Regions from separate parts of the Mus musculus genome. Here regions 1, 3, 4, 5 and 6 are each linked to region 2. Evidence: chromatin contacts called from public Hi-C, HiCAR-type, HiChIP or PLAC-seq and promoter capture Hi-C data. All regions are on one chromosome and are shown on one strand. The core of a region is the stretch at or near the end of the contact, and the rest is flanking DNA. Distances in the headings are between cores, read along the strand shown. Region 1 has its middle 22 kb from the start of Gm36905. Region 2 holds the start of Smim11 (small integral membrane protein 11). Region 3 overlaps Itsn1 (intersectin 1 (SH3 domain protein 1A)). Region 4 overlaps Itsn1 (intersectin 1 (SH3 domain protein 1A)). Region 5 overlaps Itsn1 (intersectin 1 (SH3 domain protein 1A)). Region 6 overlaps Itsn1 (intersectin 1 (SH3 domain protein 1A)).

Region 1 (3,427 bases), core at 309-2,808, 280 kb before region 2:
AACTTCACAAACAAAGCCAAAAAGCTTTCAAGCAATGGTTGGTTGGATTTCCCAGACTTGGGGCGCTGGCTTCATATAGTCTCACTTGGCAGATAAACTCACAAGAGAGAAGCAGAAAGCGTCACAAGGAACTAGGAAAGGCCTCCTCTTCCTATTTGAGTCAAGCACTAACTCCAAGGCATGTTCTGGCCACACCCTTGCTCCCCACTAGTGAGGAAAGACAGAGTTCTCTGCACTTGGGTCCACGATCACCGGGAAGGATGGTTCAGCACAGACCTCTGGGTTAGCCTCCAGGAAGCAAGTTAGTTCCTGGAATTCTTTGCTTACATTTGTTTGACTAATTTTTTTTTCTTGTGACACTGAGGCCAAGGGGATACTTTTCTAGGGGTGTCTTAGGGTTTCTAACAAACATCATGACCAAAAAGCAAGCTGGGGAGGAAAGGGTTTATTGGGCTTACACTTCCATACTACTGTTCATCACCAAAGGAAGTCAGGACTGGAACTCAAGCAGGTCAGGAAGCAGGAGCTGATGCAGAGGCCATGGAGGGATGTTCTTTACTGGCTTGCTTCCCCTGGCTTGCTCATCCTGCTCTCTTATAGAACTCAAGACTACCAGCACAGAGATGGTCCCACCCACAAGGGGCCTTTCCCCCTTGATCACTAATTGAGAAAATGCCTTACAGCTGGATCTCATGGAGGCATTTCCTCAACTGAAGCGCCTTTCTCTGTGATAACTCCAGCTGTGTCAAGTTGACACAAAACTAGCCAGTACAGAGGGATATACATATAACTAAAACCCTTTGCTTTTATTATATTAGATGCTATGGTGGCACATACCTTTAATCCCAGTACTTGGGAGACAAAAGTAGGCAGCTGGCTGTGAGTTTGTGACCAGCTTGTTTTATAGAGTGACTTCCAGGGTAGCCAGGGCTATGTAAAGAGACCCTGCCTCAACTGTCCCCCAGAGACATTTCTAAAAAGGTGTAGTAGTGTACCATTTTTCCCCTTCTGAAGTTTGTTTCTAAGGGTGTCTTGTTGTCTTTCATCTTAAGAAAATTGTCTAGCTTTTATTTCTAAGTAAAAATTTTCCATAGTTCTCAAACAGAAAGGAAAAACTACTGCAGAGAATTTTCTTTTCTCTCTTCTGCATTGCAAGGAACTGTGGTGGTTAAAGAACCCACCTCCTAAAGGCGCCCAAGCATTTGTGTTCTTTGAATCGGAAGAATGGAGGGAAATGGAAGTTTCTAGGGGCCCTGTAAAATGGGAGCAGGATGCAGGATGCAGGTATCATGAGGAGCAGGGTGAGCTGCAGGAGTTTCTAACTCCCTGAGAAAGCTTCTTCCCCCTAGAAAGACAAAAATGTTTATCCCTTGTCTCTTCTATTCAGTCTGAGGGACGCAAAGCCCTGTCTCCTTGCAAAGCATCCAGGCTGACTTTTGCTGTCTTTGCATCCATTCCACAAACTGCTCTTCATCCAAATAGTTAACTCTGCTGCCTGAGGACCCGGGGTGGAGGTCGGAAGGAAGCCACCAACACAAAAGCCACAGAGCAGCAGTTCCGCTTGCTTGCTTGCTTGCTCGGAGGTGCTTATGGAGACAGAAACTCGAGAAAACAAAGGGACCGAGTATGTGAACTCGCAAATCCTCCTCACATGCCGATGGTTGGTGGGTGGCAGGAGCAGCGTTTAGTTCCCTGCAGTGGGCGGTTTTTTTTTTTTTGTTTTTTTTTTTTTTGTTTTTTTTTTTTTATGGCGCCCAGTGACAAAGAGCCAAAGAGGATAAGAGCCCTGAGAGCCCAAAGTGGAAAACTACCAAGTTCCGCCGCCAGCCCAGCATCGTCACCTCACCGAGTGAGCACAGCGGGGGCTCAAGCCATCAAAGCTCGAAGCAAGGGAGACTCTGGTGGGGTCATCGGTACACCCCGTGGCCCAGCCCCGCACCACACAAGGCAGCGTTTGTTCCTCAGTTTTCTCATACTTGGCTCCTTTTGTTTCAACTGACTGACAAATTATCAAGTGTGGGTCGACCAGTGGATGGAGATTTCAATTATTGCTAACTAGTTCCTGCCATCTTCTTTTAGGAACCCCACAGGGTAAAATTAACATATTGAGGAGGCAACTACAGCTCAGAGAAGAAAGTCATTCAATTGATCTCAGCTCTGTGGTCCTCTGAGTGGATCAGCTAAATGCCTACTTGGAGGAGAGCATTAAATGTCCTGAAAAATAGCTTTAGAACATGAGCAAACTGAAGCGGCTACATCAGAGGTTCTAAAATATCTCACGTGTGTGTGTGTGTGTGTGTGTGTGTGTGTGTGTGTGTGTGTGCGTGTGTGTTTGAGTCAGCGTTAGCAATTGGTAACCACTTTCTGCGGTGATGAATCCATGGGACCCAGGGTAGAGCAGTGAAAACTGAACACACACACTTCAGCCAGAATAGCAGTAGCTTACACATTGGTGAAGGAAGGCAGGAGAGCTCTCTGGAAAGCTTACTGCTTGTGGAGATGTGAGGACCGGGGTTGAAAGTCTGTCAGTGACAAACCTGATTGAAGGCCTCAGGGATCTTGCCTTTCTCAAACAGGACAGTGGTGGAGAACGTGAAGTCCATCACTATAGGTACCATTCAGTTTTATATGACAAATGACCTAAGTTGCCAATTGATGTGTTTGCTCAACAAACATATAGTAAGCACTACTAAGGAGCAGGGCATATTTAATGGCAGACCAAGTGTCGTCGTCGTCGTCGTCGTCCCCCCCGCTTCCCCGCGGCCCCCCTCAAGTTGTGAGTGGGCAGCTTTGGCGTGGGTGGTAACACGTGGGTGGAACGTGGAGAGATGGAGGGAGGTAAGCTGCATGCATCGTGAAGGCTATGTTGGCAAATCTGATTTTGTTTTTGTTTTTGGTTTTTGGTTTTTCGAGACAGGGTTTCTCTGTGTAGCCCTGGCTGTCCTGGAACTCACTTTGTAGACCAGGCTGGCCTCGAACACAGAAATCTGCCTGCCTCTGCCTCCCGAGTGCTTGGATCAAAGGCGTGCGCCACCACGCCCGGCGCTGCAAATTTTTATCCTGAGGGTCAAAAGGACGTTCAAATAACCAGCTATGGAAGGGAAGGTGAGACCTGGTTTCTTCACAAACGGGGAAGTTCTGTTCATGTCCAGGTGAGTGGACGGTCCTCCATAGTGATTGGCAGCGGAGAACGACGGAGAGAGAAGGCTCTGTGAGGAGAGGAAGAGCAGAGTCAGAGTCAAGGAGCAGCATGGGTGATGGTGCGATTCATGAAGGTGAGCCTGCGGAGGAGGCAGGACAGGTTAAGAATGGAGAGGGTTTAGGTGGCCCATCCGTCCTGTATTAATTCATTTCCTCATTCCTGTAGCATAATATCTGACCACAGCAACTGGAGGAAGGGAGGGTTGCTCTAGCTCAAGGCTGGAGG
Region 2 (3,127 bases), core at 88-2,587:
CTGTGGGAATTATATAGATTGGGTTACATGAGGTGGGAAAACATTCTAAATGGGTGCCACCATTCCCTGGGCTGGGATCCTGGATGGAACCTGAAGGAGAAGACCAAGAGAGGTCAAGCCTCCATCACTCTCCTCCCAGCTGTGGACTCTACTCACCTAGTCTAGATAACCTAAGCTGCTTCTGTCAAGCATTTTGTTGTGTTAACAGGAGATAACTAACAAGTTGGATGGGCATCCAGTTGTTGATCCATTTACCCCAGCTTCTCCCTCCAGTATCAACTTCAACCAAAGCTTTCTAAATGAAAATGCCAAGTCAAACAGCTGGGTTGCTGTTGTTTTTCTATCCATGTTCCCTTTAGAGTCTTTCTGCTTAGTCTGCTAGTTCTACACATCTGAGTAGTACTTCAGTGCAGATTCAAAGCTATTGCAAAAGGAACAGGTGATAGGGGCTGATCCCAGTCTCGCAACTTATGGCGAGCCCCAGGTCTGGCACGAGCTGGCCTCAGCCTCGGGAAAGAAAAAAAAATCCTTTGTGTTTCCGTTTCATCATTTGTGAAATATTACAATTATAGTGTGTCCTTTTATAGGCCTTGTAGAGTTAAATTAAACGACAGTCTCAACGTGATATTCTCTTGTTAGCACAACCAGGTCTGTGAAACCCTCTGCACGCTAACATTTTCAACTTCATCTCCACAAAGAGGCATGATGAGATCTGAAGCTAACTTTCTTGGGTCCAAGAATTCACCCCGCAATTAGTGTCAGCACCGGGCATCCGCTCCCCCCTCCACAGAAGAGGGAGATGAGGTGGAGGTCTCGGTGAGAACTTTGCCTCTCCAGAGCCTTGGACAGGGCTGCTGTCTGCGTCTCCCCACCCGGCACTTTGGGGATTCACTGGCTAGAAATGAAACTGGGAACCTAAAATCTGGGTATCTATCGGTTATCTCAACCGGGATGCATTCTTCTTGTCTGTCCCCTTGGAGGAATGCTAAGCCTGGAAAACAAAACAAAAAACCTGGGACCTATTGTCTTCAGCTGTATAGAACAGGAGTCAATGACCAGTGGACATGAACAAAGGGTCCTAGGCCGAACCCTAACCCCTGCGGACCACCCTCAGGGTTCCTACTTGGATTTCTGCAGTAGCCTCAGATTCCTGCGCAACTGGCCTGAAGCCCATAGCGCCTGCGCTTGGAGAAACACGCTCCTTAATACTAGCGAATCTGCGGGCGCCCTAAAGCCACTGCGCCTGCGTATCAAGTGGTGCCTTTCAAGATGGCGCTTCCGTTCCGAGCGGTGCATTTCGGGACTTGTAGTTTTCACGACGGGATTGTGGGAGTCGTGGTTTGTGAGCAGCAAGCGAGGAGGCCCCGCCGCCCTGAGTGTAAGTGTGTGAGTCTTTGGGGCTCTGGGGAATCCCTTGGTCATCCCGCGTTCTTGTTTCTCCCATGATGACACTTGCTGCCTACGGCTACATAGCCCTTGGGAACTCTAATAGTCTTGTCGCCTTGTTTTGGTGACGCAGGAAGGGAGCGATGATAACTCCTGGCCTTCTACCCACCCCCCACCCCCGTGGAGGCAATGCCTGGGGGCGAGAACCTGGGACTGGGCACTCCCAAGTATCCAGGGATAGCAAATCCCCGTTTGATCCTGTGGTGCCCCAGATCGCAAAGGCGCCAAAGTTGCTTAAACAAGGCGTGTCGTTTCATCTAGTAGGGAAGTGCACCATAACTCACAGGCTCCCCAAAGCCTTGAAATTTGGAATCTGGCCACCCACCCGGATAAGGTGCTTCTGGGTTTCTTGAAAACCAAGGCCTGTGCTGAGTGGGCTAAGTGAGGTCCAGGGGTCATGGCGATTTGAACCTACCGATACTTTAAATGGTTGGCTGAGGAATTGGAGTGAAAGGGGTAGAGACTGGGAGTGAAAACGGCTTCAGACAGTTGACACAAGCTGCTAGGATAGGTGAGTGCATTATATGCTGAGATAGGTGCACCCTCGACTCTGTTAGCCTCGCCAAGGAGCACACGGAGCTTGTGAGCAGACTATTGTCCACGTCGTTTAAATTGGTATAATCAAAGTGAGTGAATGTCTTCTTTGTTTCTAGAATAAAACCTGGCAGGATACTTTGCAATAAAGATCAAAACTACAAACAGTTTTATTTTCTGTCGTTAAGGGTTAAGCCTGGACAGCTCCCTGCATTTCATATATTTTAATGGCCTCCAGCTGTCCTTACCCCAGTGGCTTTGGCTCACCCTCTGCTGCCAGCTGCTGCTTGCTTCTGAATGGCACCAGGAGTCCGTGATATCAGAGCAGACAGCTCACTGCTATGTTTAGCTTTCTTGGTTATCCCCATTTGCAGAAAGCTTGCAAGCTGCCTTGAAATTTAAAGTAGTGGGTGAAAATGAACCTGGCTGCTCTGGGCCCTTCGCTCTCCTCTACCCACCCCACCCACTCCATAGCAGTACAGATTCCCCTTTGCTTTTACTTTTTCCTCCTTCTCTTCCTCTTCTCTTTTTCTTCTCTTTCTCCTTCCTTGGCAGGATTCTGTGCATCTGAGATTGGCCTCCAGCTCAGTCTTTCTCTGTAGCCTTAGATGACCTTGAACTCCCATCCCTTGACCTCCACCTCCCAAGTGCTAGGGTTACAGGCTTGTACCACCAAGGTTGGGTTGTGAGTTACTTGGGCTGAACCGAGAGCTTTGCGTTAGCACTCTGGCTCAGCCACGCCCACAGCCCCCTGCTTCCTTCTCAGAGATCTTACCTCTTAACACTCAGATTGCTAGTCTTTTTGGCATCATGTCCTGTGACATTAGACAGAGCAGAGAGTTGTGAATTCCAGAGTGGGAGACTTACTCCTTGGACGCTGATATCCCAAGAGCGCTTTGGCTCAGGAGCCACATGGCTTTCCCAGGTCACATGCTCAGCCCTTACTGCCACCTGGAGTAGAGTCCTGTCCTCCTTCTTCTTGCCCTTATTCTTTATCCCATGCCTGGCATCTTGTCCAGACTACATCCTGCCCTATTGCTGTTTGTTATCTGAGGACCATTAGCAAAGGAGAGACATTATCAAGACAATAATGCTTGCTGTGTGTTACTCATGCTTCTTAGCGATTACTGGCCAACTTCTGAAGGAG
Region 3 (3,350 bases), core at 522-3,021, 380 kb before region 2:
CCGCATCTCTGGAGAAGAGACTCGCAAACTGAAGATGGGACTTACCCCTGCCCTCCTTGTCATGGAGACTTAGACCTCTAGTGTAGCAGCCCCTAGAACCATCACGGCTTCCTTTCTTTTTTATTTCTTTTTTAAAGATTTATTTATTATACTTAAAAAACAGACACACCAGAAGAGGGTGTCAAATCTCATTACGGATGGTTGTGAGCCACCATGTGGTTGCTGGGATTTGAACTCAGGATCTTCAGAAGAGCAGTCAGTGCTCTTAACCACTGAGCCATCTCTCCAGCCCCCACCATCACGGCTTTCTGAGTGGCAAATTCCCAGAGGCCCTTGGGCATAGCATTCTCTTTTGAATGACTCCTATTAATGAACATTGTCCTTTGAAGGGCTATTCAAGGAAATAATGAAGACTTCTTGTTAGTTTGGACTTGCAATAAATAACTGGCTGGTTGCCACAGGGACTCCTCTTTCCAGTTCCCTGTTTCCTGATACCTAGAAAGTAGCTGAGCTAGAGGAAGAGAAAGTCCCGGAGACCGTTTCCTCACAGGACATTGCACGAGGTCCCTGTGGTCCCAAGGATCCACTAATGTGTATAATGACTTCGTGTCTGTAAGCGCCAGGAAAGGTTCTGTCCTTGAGAAGCACAGGAAAATACAACCCGTGAGAAAGATGGCCAGGATCTCAGGCTCTCTAAGTTGAGAGCATTGAAACTCCTATGTCAGCACCCTGGGCAGACTGCAGTCAGGAACAGCAACACAGTGAGCAATGCTGACAGGATGCTGTTCCTTCAGGGGGGCTCTATCCTGTCCAGGCCGCCTGTTGGGGGCTGGGAGGCAGAGAAGGGACCTCCTTTGTGGCTTTTAAGCCAACTTGTAGATCTAATTTTAAGTCACTTTAATAACATAAAATTCCTGCTCAGTGGCTGGGTAGATCGCTGACAAAGTGCTAGCCCGGCAAACCTGAGGCCCTGAGTTTGATCCCCAGCCCTTTCGTAAAGAAACCAGATTCAGCATGCGTAGCTGTAGTACCAGAGCTGGGGATGTGGAGACAGGGGGATTGTTGGACTTGTTTCTTGGTGCCGTGGCTCACAGGGGTTGGGACTGGGGATGTCTTGAAGGATAAGGTACAGAAAACTCAGTACGGAAACATTAGTGTTTATCTCCACCAAACAACTAACTCAGTTCTACTCAGACCTAACTAGTTCCTTTAGTAAAAGGAGCTAATAGTTTATATTTTGGCAAATAATTCTCCTAGCACTGTGTGTGGCTGTCCTATTTCAGGGTGAATTGCCCCTACGCTGTGTCAGGTCCTATGCTATATTTTAATCGGATCTGTTCTGTTTTCTGGAGCAGCCTAGAGTCTCGCTGTTATTACAGTGATGAGTATTTTAGTGTTCGAAGTCCACCGAGGAGAGTTTCATTCAGAAGCGGGCTTATTCCGTCAGCCTTCAGATTGCCCAGCGTCCCTCCGGGATTTCTGGGGAGCTGGCCAGTGACCAAGGCTCCTTTTTACGCTGTGGAAATTCCTCCCTTCTTCTTTTAGAACCATCGTACCCGTATCCTGTGCGAGAGCTGCGCCTGTGGTTTTCTGCCTCCCCGGCTATACTCTTTTGTCTTTCTTGTCTTATCTCCTGTTCTCGGTGAAAACAAGAGTGGGGACCTTAGACAAATAGGAGCCAAAGGCAGCGTGGTGGCTTGTGTGGCCATTTCCGCACTGTGGGGCTCTTCCTACCTAGATGGTTCTATTGGCAGGGTCAAGGTGCTGGCGCCCCCTGCTGCATCCCAGCAGCATTGCTCTTGTGGAACTTGCTAGTGAGAGGGGTGGGGGTAGGGTCAGGGCTAGAACCCGACTGTAGTGCTCCCCGACTCTCCCAGCTGAGCCGTGAGCAAAGAAGGAAGGTGTGAGTGAACCCAGCGCTGGGCACCTACTGAAATGGCGTTCCTGCCTGCTGGGGTGGACAGAGACCCTCCTCAGCTTCCCTGCCTTTTCTGTGCCTTCAGAGGGGAATGTTGCAATTCAGTTCTCCACAGAAAAGGACTGGCTTCCTGAAGTAGGCCTCTGTCCCTGCGAGACAGGGTAGCCCTACTTGGTAGGATAGCAGGGTGTCTACCTGAAGACTTCGACTTTGGACGTTTTAAGTGGCAAATGGTTTGATGCAGCCCTTGGATGCCCGGAGTGTGTCTGTGAGTGAGTGTGTATGTGTGTACCAAGCATTGGGGGATGGCTGTGTGTCCCACTGAAGGAGACAGGAGATGTTTTGCTCTACCCTTCCCCAAGCTGCATTCAGGACCAGCTGGTAATGTGTGGACCAAGTGCAAAAATAAAAATGGCCTCCTCCTTGCTCCAAATGATTAGGGATTTCAGCAGGGGCAGCAGAGAACTGAGCTGAGTTTGGGCCCTGCTGTTTGGAGGGGCTCCAACACCCTGGGGCTGGCCTTGACTACACTGTGAATGGAGCAGGGAGGGCCTTGTTATGTCTTTCTTCTTTGGAAAGGTCTCCCTGGCAGGCTGCGCGGAGCTGAGATGGAAACACATCGTCCCTTCTCCCTCTCTCCCCCCTCCCTCCCTTGTTTTCTTTTCCTTTCCTTGCAGTGCTAATTATCAAAGCCAGGGCCTCGTGCATTCTTAGAAAGTGAGGTGCTTTTCAAAACTCTACTCTTTTATCTCTTAAAAGTACAAACAGTGCAGAATAATTACAGCGCCCGAACCCCCGGCTAACACCTGGAAGCGCCCTGGATGGACGGGGAATGGTCAACATAGGTTGATGGTTTCTCAAGTCTCCGTCCAGGGTGTGTCTCTGGATATCAAGTGGGGCCTTTGAGTCTTCAAAGTTGAATTTTCTGCTTTGAAATGAAACCTTTCCCTATTCAAGGGTTGGTCTCCCGGTTTCTGGTGTCACAGAGGAGATTCTAAACTACTTTAATGGAGAAGAGCCTAGAAGAGCACAGGGTCCCTGTCTGACATCGAGAGGTCCTTTGTTCCTTTAGATACTGCTTTCTGGAGAGAGAGTGGGCGGAGCCAGATGCCTCTCTGCCCTAGAGGCCAAGTGTCTGAGAGTTTACTCCTGGGAGGCAGGGCTCTCACGGGATAGATCCTCCATGTGTCTTTGGGTGTTCGCAAAGAAGAAAGGCTCTGCTGTGTGTGTAACCTCTGCATTCTGGAAGCCCACAGCTCTGGGGAGGCCAGAAGTTAGGAAGCCGCTCCTCAAAGGTGTGTGTGTGTGTGTGTGTGTGTGTGTGTGTTGCTTTGTTGTGCAGCCTGTGTTGTGTTGGATGCTCCAAGCCCTTTGAGGCTCTGTTTGCCGTTTGCAGATGTGGACCCATGTCCACACATGCAGAGCAATAATC
Region 4 (3,298 bases), core at 235-2,734, 510 kb before region 2:
CATTTGGTAAGTGCTTGGTTCCTATATTTTGTTGTTTTAAAACTAGGTATTTTCCCTTTTCTTTCCTCAGAAATAGTGACGTTTTCGGCTAGTGTTGCTAAATATTGGCAGCCTTCAGAAAGATAGCGCTGTCTCCCATGAAGCCAAGGGAAAAGGTCAGCGGGTGGAAGGAGAGCATTCCATCCGTGTTCAAGGACACGCTCGCACTCGGCTGCTGCAGCTCTGTCTCCTGACTTCACAGTGCTTCAGTTCTCAGAGTCTGTGTTTCTCATTGTGTATGAATAGTTCCTTTGCATTGTGATAACTCAGCCTTTTTTTTTTTTTTTTGAGATTATAACATTTCCCCCTTCCCTTTTCTCCTTCTTCTCTCATATACCTCTCCTTGCTCTCTTTGAAAATCATGGCTTCTTTTTTCATTAATTGTTAGTGCATGTATGTGTGTTCCTAAGTATGTAAATACAACCTGCTCAATCTGTATAATGTTATTTACATGTATGTTTTCAGGGCTAACCACTGGGTTACCAGATAACTCTTCCCTGGGGAAGCTGATTTCTCCCACTTCTGAATTCCTTAGTTGCCATAGTTATTTAGGATCGAGGGCTCCGCCGTCCTCCCTTACAGTTTGCATTGTTGTTGTTGTCCTTGCTTGGCTCATGTTTAGGCAGTCCTGTTGGTGAGACTGCATGGGTGTAGCTCTGACATTTCCAGGAGGCACAATCTCACAGAAACTCCCTGACCCTCTGACTCATACAGTCTTTCCGCCTCCCCCTCCACAACGGTCCTGGAGTTGCCCGTAATGGACAGAACTCTACAGGAGATGGCTGTCTTAGGACTAGACTCCACAACTCTGCATTTGATTGCATGAAGTGTGTAATCGTCTTCCTCTGTTGCAGAGAGAAGTTGCCTTGATGAGGGTGAGGACTACACTTACCTATGGGTTTAAGGACAAACATTTAGACTGTTTAATTTAGATTTTAATAAGAGGCCGTTATGGCTTCTCCTCCGAGATCCGTGACGTTACTAGCTTTGGGTAGTTGGCTAGGTTTCCAGTACCAGCCATGACTTTCCTCCAGTTTCGTGACTCTTAAATCCAGCCAGAGAGCTGTTGGTTCCCACCCATGTCTGTGCCACTTCTGTGTCCTTAGTGGTTATTGTGCCAGTTCCTGTCACGGTTGTGGCTTGTGAGTGCTATAGTTGAGCAGGACCGTTGGCTGTTTTCCTTCTTTGGAAGCTTGCACAGTGGCACCTGAAGGTTCACAAACCTCATTGTAGTGCTAGTCAAGTTTCCAAGTGCCTATGAGGAACATTATAAACTCAAGTCATAGCACTATATGCCTTTCTTTTAGGGACCGTTGGCCACAAGGCTGGTTTTCTAAGGGGAAGGCATGAACTTGGGAAGATTGTTAGGTTAGTAGGACAAGGGTCTATGAGAGGACACACAAAGCTATGCATGAGCAAAGTCTAGGAGGAGCACAAGCAAACAGTGTAGCAATGGCACAGGTGACCTAGCCTGAAGCTGGCCAGCCTGTGCAGGGGGACTTTGCACTGGATACTGGAACGTACTTGCAGCTAATTGTTCAAGAACTATGGGTTAAAGCATGTTTGGTTTGTTTTCTTTCTTTCTTTCTTTCTTTCTTTCTTTCTTTCTTTCTTTCTTTCTTCCTTCCTTCCTTCCTTCCTTCCTTCCTTCCTTTCTTTCTTTCTTTCTTTCTTTCTTTCTTTCTTTCTTCCTTTCTTTTTTTTTTTTGTTTGTTTTTGGAGACAGGGTTTCTCTGTGTAGCCCTGGCTGTCCTGGAACTCACTCTGTAGACCAGGCTGGCCTCCAACTCAGAAATCTGCCTGCCTCTGCCTCCCAAGTGCTGGGATCAAAGGTGTGCGCCACCACGCCCGGCTGCATGTTTGGTTTTCTTTTGGACTCCTCCAAAAGGGGACTGCAAAGTGGAAAAAGGATCCATTTTTTAATAGAGATGTCCCGATTCTTCTTTTCCCCTAACCCTGGGTGCAGTTCTTTCTTTGACAATGAATTTGCTTTCTCTTTTTCTGCTCGGTGACTTTCAGTTTCGTCAACATTGCTGTTCTTTTGAGGCCCTTCTGGACCCTCAGCTTAGTGTTTCACAGGTGTCTGTATCTCTTGCACTGCTACCTCGAAACCCTGGCTGCCAGCCTGAGCCATACACCAGCCACCACTCTGCCGTAGGCTCCTTCCTGCGACTTCTCACCTTATTCTTACCCTGAGTCAAATTACTCGAAGACCCAGTGTTTTCTGCTGTTTGTAGGACCACTCCCAGCGCAGTGGGTAATGGATGGTGATGTTAGCGAGCTCATAGTAGCCTTGAATGCGTTGTCTTAGGGAGGACTACAACAGTCTCGTCACAGTCTGAATAAGTGCAGCTGGTTTTGGTGTCAGGAAGGTGTACACTGTGTTAGGGAGGAAGTGTGGTAAAGGCACGTGGACTCCGAGATTTGAGTCTCCGTGTGCTGTGGTCTGGTGGTTTCAATAGAAATGCCCCCATAGATAGGTGGGCTTCCATGCTTGGGCATAGGGAGCAGCACTATTAGGAGGTGTGGCCTTGTTGGAAGAAGTGTGTCATTATGAGGCAGGCATTAAGGTCTTATATGCTCAAGCTACACTTAGTCACCTGCTGCCTTCCAATCAAGATTTAGAACTCTCAGCTCCTTCTCTAGCACAGTGTCTGTCACGCTTCTCACTATGTTGATAATGGATGAAATCTCTGAACCTCTCAGCCAGTCCTAGTTGGGTGTTTTCCTTTATAAGTGTTGGCATGGTCACGGTGTCTGTTCACAGCACTGGCAACCCTGACTAAGACTCGTGCCATTGAAAGCTGTACTAAAAGGGAAGGCACTACCAGTGAAAATTGAGCATGGATGGGAACACTGGGGTCCTAGAGTGAGCGAGCACGGCTGGAGTTGTTCCTGAGAGGTGAGGCAAGAACAGGACAGGGAAATAGTGACTGAACTTGACCTGTGGGTATCTCAGTGACATCCATGTCAGTGACCGAGAAGTCATTGGAGTCGTTAAGATCAGTGCCTGTGACGGGGCTGAAGAGGGCTTGACTGAGGAGGAGGGAAGGCCGCTGAGACACTGCAGTGCTGTACAGAGCAGGCCATGGTGGATACAGGATTCCAAGAATCAAGGATGCGCATCACAGGAGGTGACAGCATCCAGACCCAGCCTCCAGTGAACACACTTAACCTGAAAATCAGTCCGTAGTCAACAGTCCTAGCACTGGGGAGACAGAGGCAGGAGGATTGCTGCAAGGTCAAGGCCAGCCTGGCC
Region 5 (3,076 bases), core at 577-3,076, 420 kb before region 2:
GTCCTGTGTATTTTAGTCCATTACTCCTGGGCCAACCTGACAATTCCAGCCTTTGCTTTCTTGTTAGAACAGGAATACACTCAGCCTTGCGGGTGGGATGCAGTAACTTCCCGATGTACTATGAGGATGACATTAACTTGGAGAGGGGCAGTGTCACCTTCAGCCTGGGCAAACAGTACAACCATCAGCCTTGTAGGGGCAATATGACCTTTAGCCTGTGGGGGGACAATACCACCGTGACCCGTGTATGTGTGTGTGTGTGTGTGTGTGTGTGTATACAAATACCACCTTCAGCCTGGGGGGGAACGACAGAGTACTATCTTCAGCCTTGGGGTGGGAACAGTAGAACCTTTAGCCCACATGTGGGGTGCAGCACCACCTCCAGCTTGGGGTGCAGTACCACCTTCAACCTGCAGGGTGCGCAACACCACCTTCAGCCTGAAGGGCCAGCACTACCTGGGGAGCGGAGAGAAATAGCAGTGTCAGCTTCAGCTTCAGCCTAGGAGGCAGCAGTGTGTTCAGCAGGGGAACCTTTCACTAGAGGAGACACCACTTCCAGTGTCAAACCTTTGCATCTCCAAGGTCTGAGATGGACCCTGGAAGGCCGGCACCTGCCTTCATCCTGCAGTGCAGCACGACTCAGCACAGCCATGGCGAAGATCACAAAATCACCAAAGGAAGAAATGAGGCAGCACACAGGCATTTGTTTGTTTGTTTGTTTTTTTGAGACAGGGTTTCTCTGTGTAGCCCTGGCTGCCCTGGAACTCACTCTGTAGACCAGGCTGGCCTCGAACTCAGAAATCTGCCTGCCTCTGCCTCCCGAGTGCTGGGATTAAAGGTGTGCGCCACCACTCTCAGCTTGCAAACAGGCTTCTGAAGCCAAAAAATTGTATGCAAAATGTGTGTGGGTATTTCGTATAGTGCATAGGGCTTTTTATAGCTGGGTACAAGAGCCCACAGGGCCCAACAGCTGCCCCAAGGGGACCGTGATGTAACGGGACATTTGTGAGACTTGCTGGCCCACTGTTGATGTTGGTGCTGAGCACTGTGCAAGAGTTCTCCTATCCCTGCGGGCAGGAGAACACTGGAAGCACGGGGACTGTGTCCACGAGGGACCCAGCCACAAATGCTGGGGCCACATTTAGCTATTGAACAAGAAATGGCCCGAGTCCCGGGTTCTTGGATTCACCCTTAGGACAATGGATTAAAATAGGGCAGGGACTGAATATGCCTTCCACAGCTCAAGCGTTTCCTAGGTGACTTTCTCAAAAAGAAAGGTTAAAGGATAAAGAAGTGGAGTGAGTGGGAGGAGTCTCGGCATCCCAGAACCCTGCGCTCACCCGGCTGCTGGGGGACTTTTGGATCTGGCTTCCTTCTGGGGGGCATTGCTAAGACAGATGTTTGAGAAGGCGCCATAGCAGGCTGAGCCATCTGTGTGACTGAGCCCAAGTTTAGAGACAAGTGCAGGCTATGGAGTCTAACTCACCTTGCAGCTTTGAGGTCAGGCTCAGTGGTGGATGGGAAGGCGTGGAGAGCGTTTCTATAACGATAGCTTAATTCCCGCCGGTTTCCTGGCACCGTCTTGGCTACCCTGGGCTGTTCCATCCCAATGAGAAACAAACCGAATGGTGCAGAAAGGGGAGGGAGCAAAACCTACCACTGTAACTCTAGGAAGTCTGGAAGCTGAGACCAGTTCACCAAGATCTGATACCACGATTCCCTTGACGGATAATTCTCGTTAGGTAGCTGTATGTAAGACTCTCTCAGTCCTCAACCCAGACAAGCCCCGTGTGCGAGGGAGGAATCCCTGAGGAGCCCTTGGTAGGCCCCAGGAGCTTTCTCACTGAGGATTCACTGGAGGGCGTGGAGGGTGTGTTAAATCGCAGTGCCCTGGGCCCCTCCCTCTCCCAGAGAAAGGCTACTTGGCGAAGTTCTGGTCATTTGTTTACAGACCCAGAGCATTTGCAGGTGCTGCAAGGGCGAATGTGGTCGGGGGTGGGGGGTGGGGGAGGGAGGGGATGAGTGGGAGGGGGGAGGGCGGGAGGAAGAAGTCACAGTGTTCTATTGCGCCCCCTTGTGACAAGTGGCAGGAAGGCACACCCCCACCTCTCAGCATATGTATTTTACAAATTCAAGTTCTGTAATTAAATAAAGATCATCTAATAAAAAAAAAAAAGTATATGTGGGGGACCACTTTTTTATTATTTAAAATTTGTTTAAATATTTATTTATTTATTATATGTAAGTACACTGTGGCTGTCTTCAGACACTCCAGAAGATAGCATCAGATTTTGTTATAGATGGTTGTGAACCACCATGTGGTTGCTGGGATTTTAACTCAGGACCTTTGGAAGAGCAGTCAGCACTCTTAACCGCTGAGCCATCTCACCAGCCCCCGGGGGGACCACTTTTATGTAAAAAAAAAAAAAGGGGGGGGGACCAGCCCTACTCATGGACTGTTACTGAAAATCTGAGCATCTGCGGCAGGGTGTCTGCACTGATAAGTCACAAAGGTCCTGTGTGAACAGAACTCCAAATAAGAAGCTAAGTGAACAGAGAGCTAGCCTAGCTCAGGGCAGCTAAGGGCCTTCCCTTCCAGCAGCCTCGGCCTCTACAAAGGCCTCGTGGGAGCTGCCTGCGGCTGGCAGGGCTTTCCAATTTGCTTGAGGCCTACTGCTCAGCTTCCACGAGTACCCCACAGCGTCCTCGCCTGAAGAGTCTTCCCGGTCATGTCTGCACGCATCTGCCTGGTCTTCATATCCACCAAGAGCCTTGGCACAGTTACTGTAGACTCTAAAAGCTGGTCTCCGGATAACCACATACCTGAAAGAAGCCTGCTGTGGACATAGGGTCTAGAGACCATGCACGGCCTCTGGACTCTCTTGGACTCTCCGTTCCTTACCACTGTGGACAGGAGGACCAGGGGCGAGCTGGCCTCTCTGAGCCCTGGTTTCCTTGTCTGTATCATGAAGATGATTCTGGAAATTTTGAGAACCACTCAAGGCAGCGGTCAGCTCCCGAAACAGTGGCTGGCGTGGGAGCTCTGGTGGGTGTTAGCGGGTCATTTAACCCTTTC
Region 6 (3,298 bases), core at 659-3,158, 450 kb before region 2:
GGCAGTGGCAGGCAGATTTCTTGAGTTCCATGGTAGCCTGGTCTACAGAGGGAGTTCCAGGACGGCCATGGCTACACAGAGATCCTGTCTGGAAAACAAAACAACAAAGATGTATCCATACAAAGACAGGCATGTTATAGACAAAGAAACTGCAGCATCCAGAAGTTAAACTTGCCCACCTTGTACAGTTACAGCTACAGATCCTGCATTAAATTCGAGGCACTCTACACGCATAGCCCCGTTTTTCATCAGACTCAGCAGTGCTTTGTTGTTTGAGAGACACTCCTGACTCTCTCCCACCTGACTTTAGTCCTAAGGTGGAGGTCGCGAGCCTGGCCACCAACCTACTCAGTGCTTAGGAGGATAGCAGCCGCCATTTCCAGTGCCCAGCAGTTGCGTGTGGTATGACGCCATCAGAAAGCATGAACCAGGAGTTCAGAGCAGCACCAAAGTGAATCCAAGCAGAAGAACACAGCAGTTTATAAATAGCTGGCACTGCCTGGCGAAGGGAAGAAGCAGACAGTGGAGGGAGTTGACTGGGAAGCGTGCTTGCACCAGTATCAGTGTCAGTAACAGTGACCAAATTGTAAAGCAAAGCCAGCGCCCTTGACCGCACATGACCCGAGGGCCCGCCTTTCCTGTCCTCAGCCTTAAGTTACTTTTAGAGAGATGGCCCAGCAGTTAGGAGCACCTGCTGCCCTTCAGATGTTTAGACCTGCCCTGTTCCTGTGGTTGTTTGAAAAGTCAGTGGCCTCAGCTACAGGTCACATGTATAGACGTAAGAATAGGACTCACTGGACTCTAGTATTGGAGCCAGCTTTCTGACTGAGCGAGCTCTGTCCTCCAGAGCCACCTCCAGGTGCTCCTAAGCCAGGGAGGTAACTGTAGGATCAGTAGGATATGGAGGCCCATTTGGATGCATCCTTTGGGGCAGAACTAAGGACGGACACAAGCACTGGCTGCACTCGGCAAAGCAGATGGCCCCTTGGAACATTTTCAACAGAAGGCTCTATTCTTGTGGAATGTTGTGGACTTTAAAATTATAGCCTCTGAGAGACTGAATTAAAGTAGTGATAGCTCTGAATATGCTGTGTGTTCATCTCCTCATCTTGTATCTGTGGAGCTCTTAAGTGGCTGCTGTTTTGGTTTTATCCTCCTTGTCTCTATATTGAATAAATGCTTAGATAGTGAAGGTTTTAGAATGCTTTTGGTTGGTTGCTCTCCTTGCTTGGAATAATAAAAACCAAGTCAAATTATCTTTACGAATTGCATGACTTCCTGAGTAATGAGACCTGTCAGGTGGACGCTGTGAGGTAGATGCCTGAGGACCTGAGCTGAGGTGCTTCAGCTCATCCCATTAGGAGCTCAGGAGAGAAAAGTCAGTAGGAACGCGCGTGCTTACGGAGCTTGCCACTTCATGGGCACTGAGACTAAGACGGGAACTGTCTGTGCCATGTGTCAGTCAGGGGCAGAGGCTGTGGCTTTGTCGTGGGTGACTGGTGTGTTCAGCAGTTGGTTGTTTCCATTTAAATGAAACATTGTGACTTCCCACAGGTGGATGAAAGCCAGACTGGAGAGCCAGGATGGCTTGGAGGAGAGCTGAAAGGGAAGACGGGATGGTTCCCTGCAAACTATGCAGAAAAGATTCCAGAAAATGAGGTTCCCACTCCAGCCAAACCAGTGACCGATCTGACATCTGCCCCTGCCCCCAAACTGGCTCTGCGTGAGACCCCTGCTCCTTTGCCAGTGACCTCTTCTGAGCCCTCCACAACCCCCAACAACTGGGCAGACTTCAGTTCCACGTATGTGTTAATATGCTGTCTTTGGCAGTCTTGAGTTGTTCCTCTTTGAAAGGGTGTGTGTTCATGGCCCTTCCTCTAGCTGGCCTACTGACAACAGGGTTATTGGCTTCTCAACTAGATTTAGTAATACCATTGCCAAACAGAGATTTACCAGGGTGCAAAGTGAAGCCAGCTACAGTTGTTCCATCATTATCTGTATTTTTCATTTGGGGGAAGAAATGGAGAAATACAACTTCCTAATAATTCGTGTTGACAATCATGTCCGTCAGCAAAAAATTCAGTAATTTCCTGCAGGCTAGGAAATGATGCTATTTTGTTAGCCAGGAACTAAAATTGCAACCGGTCATGTGTTTCGGAATAAGACAGAAAGCTGTTTCTACAGAAAGTTTCTGCTGAGCAAGTGTGTTGTGTAGAGAAGTGTACCTCCCACTTGCCCACTCTGAGGGTCTCTGTCCTTGGTCATCAGGAAATGGCATTCGCCAAACAGCATGTAAGCAATTGATGGGTGAAGCCACTGTAGTGGCAAGGAAGTGTTAGTAAACTCCAGAAGAGCAGTCAGAAGTCAGTGTGATGCAGTCACACCTGGACCTTATTCCAGCTCAGGCTCAGCTCACTGCTGACAAGCAGGGCGGCTTTGGTGGAGGGGAACCTAGACCATCTGTGGGGCAAGGTTTTATAGAAAGCAGCCAGCGGCGGGAAGGTGTGTGTGTGTGTGTGTGTGTGTGTGTGTGTGTGTGTGTGTGTGTGTGTTTCTAGCCTGGCAAGCACCCAGGTGAGAGGTATACTTTAGCATTCTTGGCTGGTGCTGGGAGTCAAACCATAAACTTAACTTCTGCCTCCCACTGCATTGGTGGTTGTGAGGCAGAGGCAGGCTTGCAGCCTAAGGGTGCAGATTTGTTGAGGAAATAACCTGGATTTGATGGGGGACATTAACCTAGAGACACAGGTCTTATTGGGGTGAGTCTAGAAACTGGAGCTCAGATTTTGTTGGGGGGGTAACTTGGAAACTAATGCTAGGTTAGTTTATCCGAGTTCAAACTTAGGTCAAGTTCTCTAAAATGGAGTCTGAACTTAAAAGCTTTGGTGTCTTACCACCGCCTAGACTTCCATTTGTAGGTCCAGGACCTGCACGTGCAGCTGTCCAAATAGATGTTGATCTGTGGGCAGTGAGTGTATGAGTGGGAAGGGTTTTCTTTTTTTTTTTTTTTCCAAGTTGAATAAATAATCTTTCAGAAACAAACATGGAAGTCAAGGAGCCCAGTCATGTTTTCTGAGAAAGATCAGATGGAACAAACAGAGGGGGTAGAGTAATGACCAAGGAAGGAAGACGTGGTGGAAAGGGAGAGCTCAAGGAATCACAAGGTCTCTCAGTGCACTTTGAGACTGAGGTTGAAGGTGCCCAAGACTCCTCCCTGTGGAGGGAGCCTGCTTCAGAGACAGCCTGCCTGAGCTCCAGTCGCACCACCCCTACTTGCCTTGGTCTTTGCTTAAAAAGC

What was found. Promoter capture Hi-C pulls out the DNA fragments that hold promoters and counts their contacts. Hi-C and Micro-C count contacts between places; a contact is called where the count stands out from the background. HiCAR-type assays count read pairs that join an accessible place to other places. HiChIP or PLAC-seq counts read pairs in DNA pulled down with a chosen protein or histone mark.
Region 1: an H3K4me3 HiChIP or PLAC-seq map of bone marrow-derived macrophages shows a contact between it and region 2, with 4 times the contacts expected there. The contact joins the enhancer-like site here to the promoter of Smim11 in region 2. A contact is called at or near these places in 12 of 39 promoter capture datasets (the C10 cell line, the HPC-7 cell line, HPC-7-derived erythroid cells and 8 more), 1 of 484 Hi-C or Micro-C datasets (CD8 T cells), 8 of 115 datasets of contacts at active chromatin or transcription factors (astrocytes, bone marrow-derived macrophages, cardiomyocytes and 5 more) and 5 of 9 other capture datasets (adipose tissue, embryonic stem cells, liver and 2 more).
Region 3: a Hi-C map of bone marrow-derived macrophages shows a contact between it and region 2, with 23 read pairs. The contact joins the enhancer-like site here to the promoter of Smim11 in region 2. A contact is called at or near these places in 12 of 39 promoter capture datasets (the C10 cell line, the HPC-7 cell line, cranial neural crest and 9 more), 2 of 484 Hi-C or Micro-C datasets (bone marrow-derived macrophages and visceral endoderm), 12 of 115 datasets of contacts at active chromatin or transcription factors (bone marrow-derived macrophages, cardiomyocytes, differentiating embryonic stem cells and 9 more) and 3 of 9 other capture datasets (adipose tissue, liver and pancreatic islet).
Region 4: a promoter capture Hi-C map of liver shows a contact between it and region 2, with 2.6 times the contacts expected there. The contact joins the enhancer-like site here to the promoter of Smim11 in region 2. A contact is called at or near these places in 7 of 39 promoter capture datasets (the 3T3-L1 cell line, 3T3-L1-derived adipocytes, HPC-7-derived erythroid cells and 3 more), 1 of 115 datasets of contacts at active chromatin or transcription factors (bone marrow-derived macrophages) and 2 of 9 other capture datasets (liver and macrophages).
Region 5: a contact with region 2 is called in a HiCAR-type map of astrocytes, with 2.1 times the contacts expected there. The contact joins the enhancer-like site here to the promoter of Smim11 in region 2. A contact is called at or near these places in 7 of 39 promoter capture datasets (3T3-L1-derived adipocytes, the C10 cell line, embryonic stem cells and 3 more), 2 of 484 Hi-C or Micro-C datasets (liver and pre-B cells), 2 of 115 datasets of contacts at active chromatin or transcription factors (astrocytes and embryonic stem cells) and 3 of 9 other capture datasets (adipose tissue, embryonic stem cells and pancreatic islet).
Region 6: a promoter capture Hi-C map of 3T3-L1-derived adipocytes shows a contact between it and region 2, with 2.4 times the contacts expected there. The contact joins the enhancer-like site here to the promoter of Smim11 in region 2. A contact is called at or near these places in 6 of 39 promoter capture datasets (the 3T3-L1 cell line, 3T3-L1-derived adipocytes, hippocampal neurons and 2 more), 2 of 115 datasets of contacts at active chromatin or transcription factors (astrocytes and stem cell-derived neural progenitor cells) and 2 of 9 other capture datasets (adipose tissue and embryonic stem cells).

Annotation. Positions count from the first base shown.
Region 1 is chr16:92,017,788-92,021,214 of GRCm38.p6, forward strand. No RefSeq gene overlaps it. Among named protein-coding and RNA genes, the nearest start is that of Gm36905, 22 kb to the left of the region's middle. Within about 2 kb of position 1,559, at least 169 of the 459 cell types and tissues checked have an H3K27ac peak or open chromatin away from gene starts, as enhancers often do. A contact at or near this core is called in CD8 T cells, the HPC-7 cell line, adipose tissue and 6 more, where this site is marked.
Region 2 is chr16:92,299,966-92,303,092 of GRCm38.p6, forward strand. Smim11 (small integral membrane protein 11) reads left to right here and starts at 1,338. Exons shown (of 4, transcript NM_138743.2): 1 at 1,338-1,378.
Region 3 is chr16:91,916,225-91,919,574 of GRCm38.p6, forward strand. Itsn1 (intersectin 1 (SH3 domain protein 1A)) reads left to right here. Exons shown (of 39, transcript NM_010587.2): 39 at 1-3,350. Among named protein-coding and RNA genes, the nearest start is that of Gm25245, 3.5 kb to the right of the region's middle. Within about 2 kb of position 1,772, at least 72 of the 459 cell types and tissues checked have an H3K27ac peak or open chromatin away from gene starts, as enhancers often do. A contact at or near this core is called in bone marrow-derived macrophages and liver, where this site is marked.
Region 4 is chr16:91,793,762-91,797,059 of GRCm38.p6, forward strand. Itsn1 (intersectin 1 (SH3 domain protein 1A)) reads left to right here. Exons shown (of 39, transcript NM_010587.2): 5 at 1-6. Among named protein-coding and RNA genes, the nearest start is that of Itsn1, 66 kb to the left of the region's middle. Within about 2 kb of position 1,485, at least 30 of the 459 cell types and tissues checked have an H3K27ac peak or open chromatin away from gene starts, as enhancers often do. A contact at or near this core is called in liver, where this site is marked.
Region 5 is chr16:91,883,960-91,887,035 of GRCm38.p6, forward strand. All of the region lies in intron 28 of Itsn1 (intersectin 1 (SH3 domain protein 1A)), which reads left to right. Among named protein-coding and RNA genes, the nearest start is that of Gm52262, 19 kb to the right of the region's middle. Within about 2 kb of position 1,827, at least 34 of the 459 cell types and tissues checked have an H3K27ac peak or open chromatin away from gene starts, as enhancers often do. A contact at or near this core is called in astrocytes and embryonic stem cells, where this site is marked.
Region 6 is chr16:91,847,168-91,850,465 of GRCm38.p6, forward strand. Itsn1 (intersectin 1 (SH3 domain protein 1A)) reads left to right here. Exons shown (of 39, transcript NM_010587.2): 20 at 1,555-1,802. Among named protein-coding and RNA genes, the nearest start is that of Gm52262, 55 kb to the right of the region's middle. Within about 2 kb of position 1,909, at least 45 of the 459 cell types and tissues checked have an H3K27ac peak or open chromatin away from gene starts, as enhancers often do. A contact at or near this core is called in 3T3-L1-derived adipocytes, adipose tissue and liver, where this site is marked.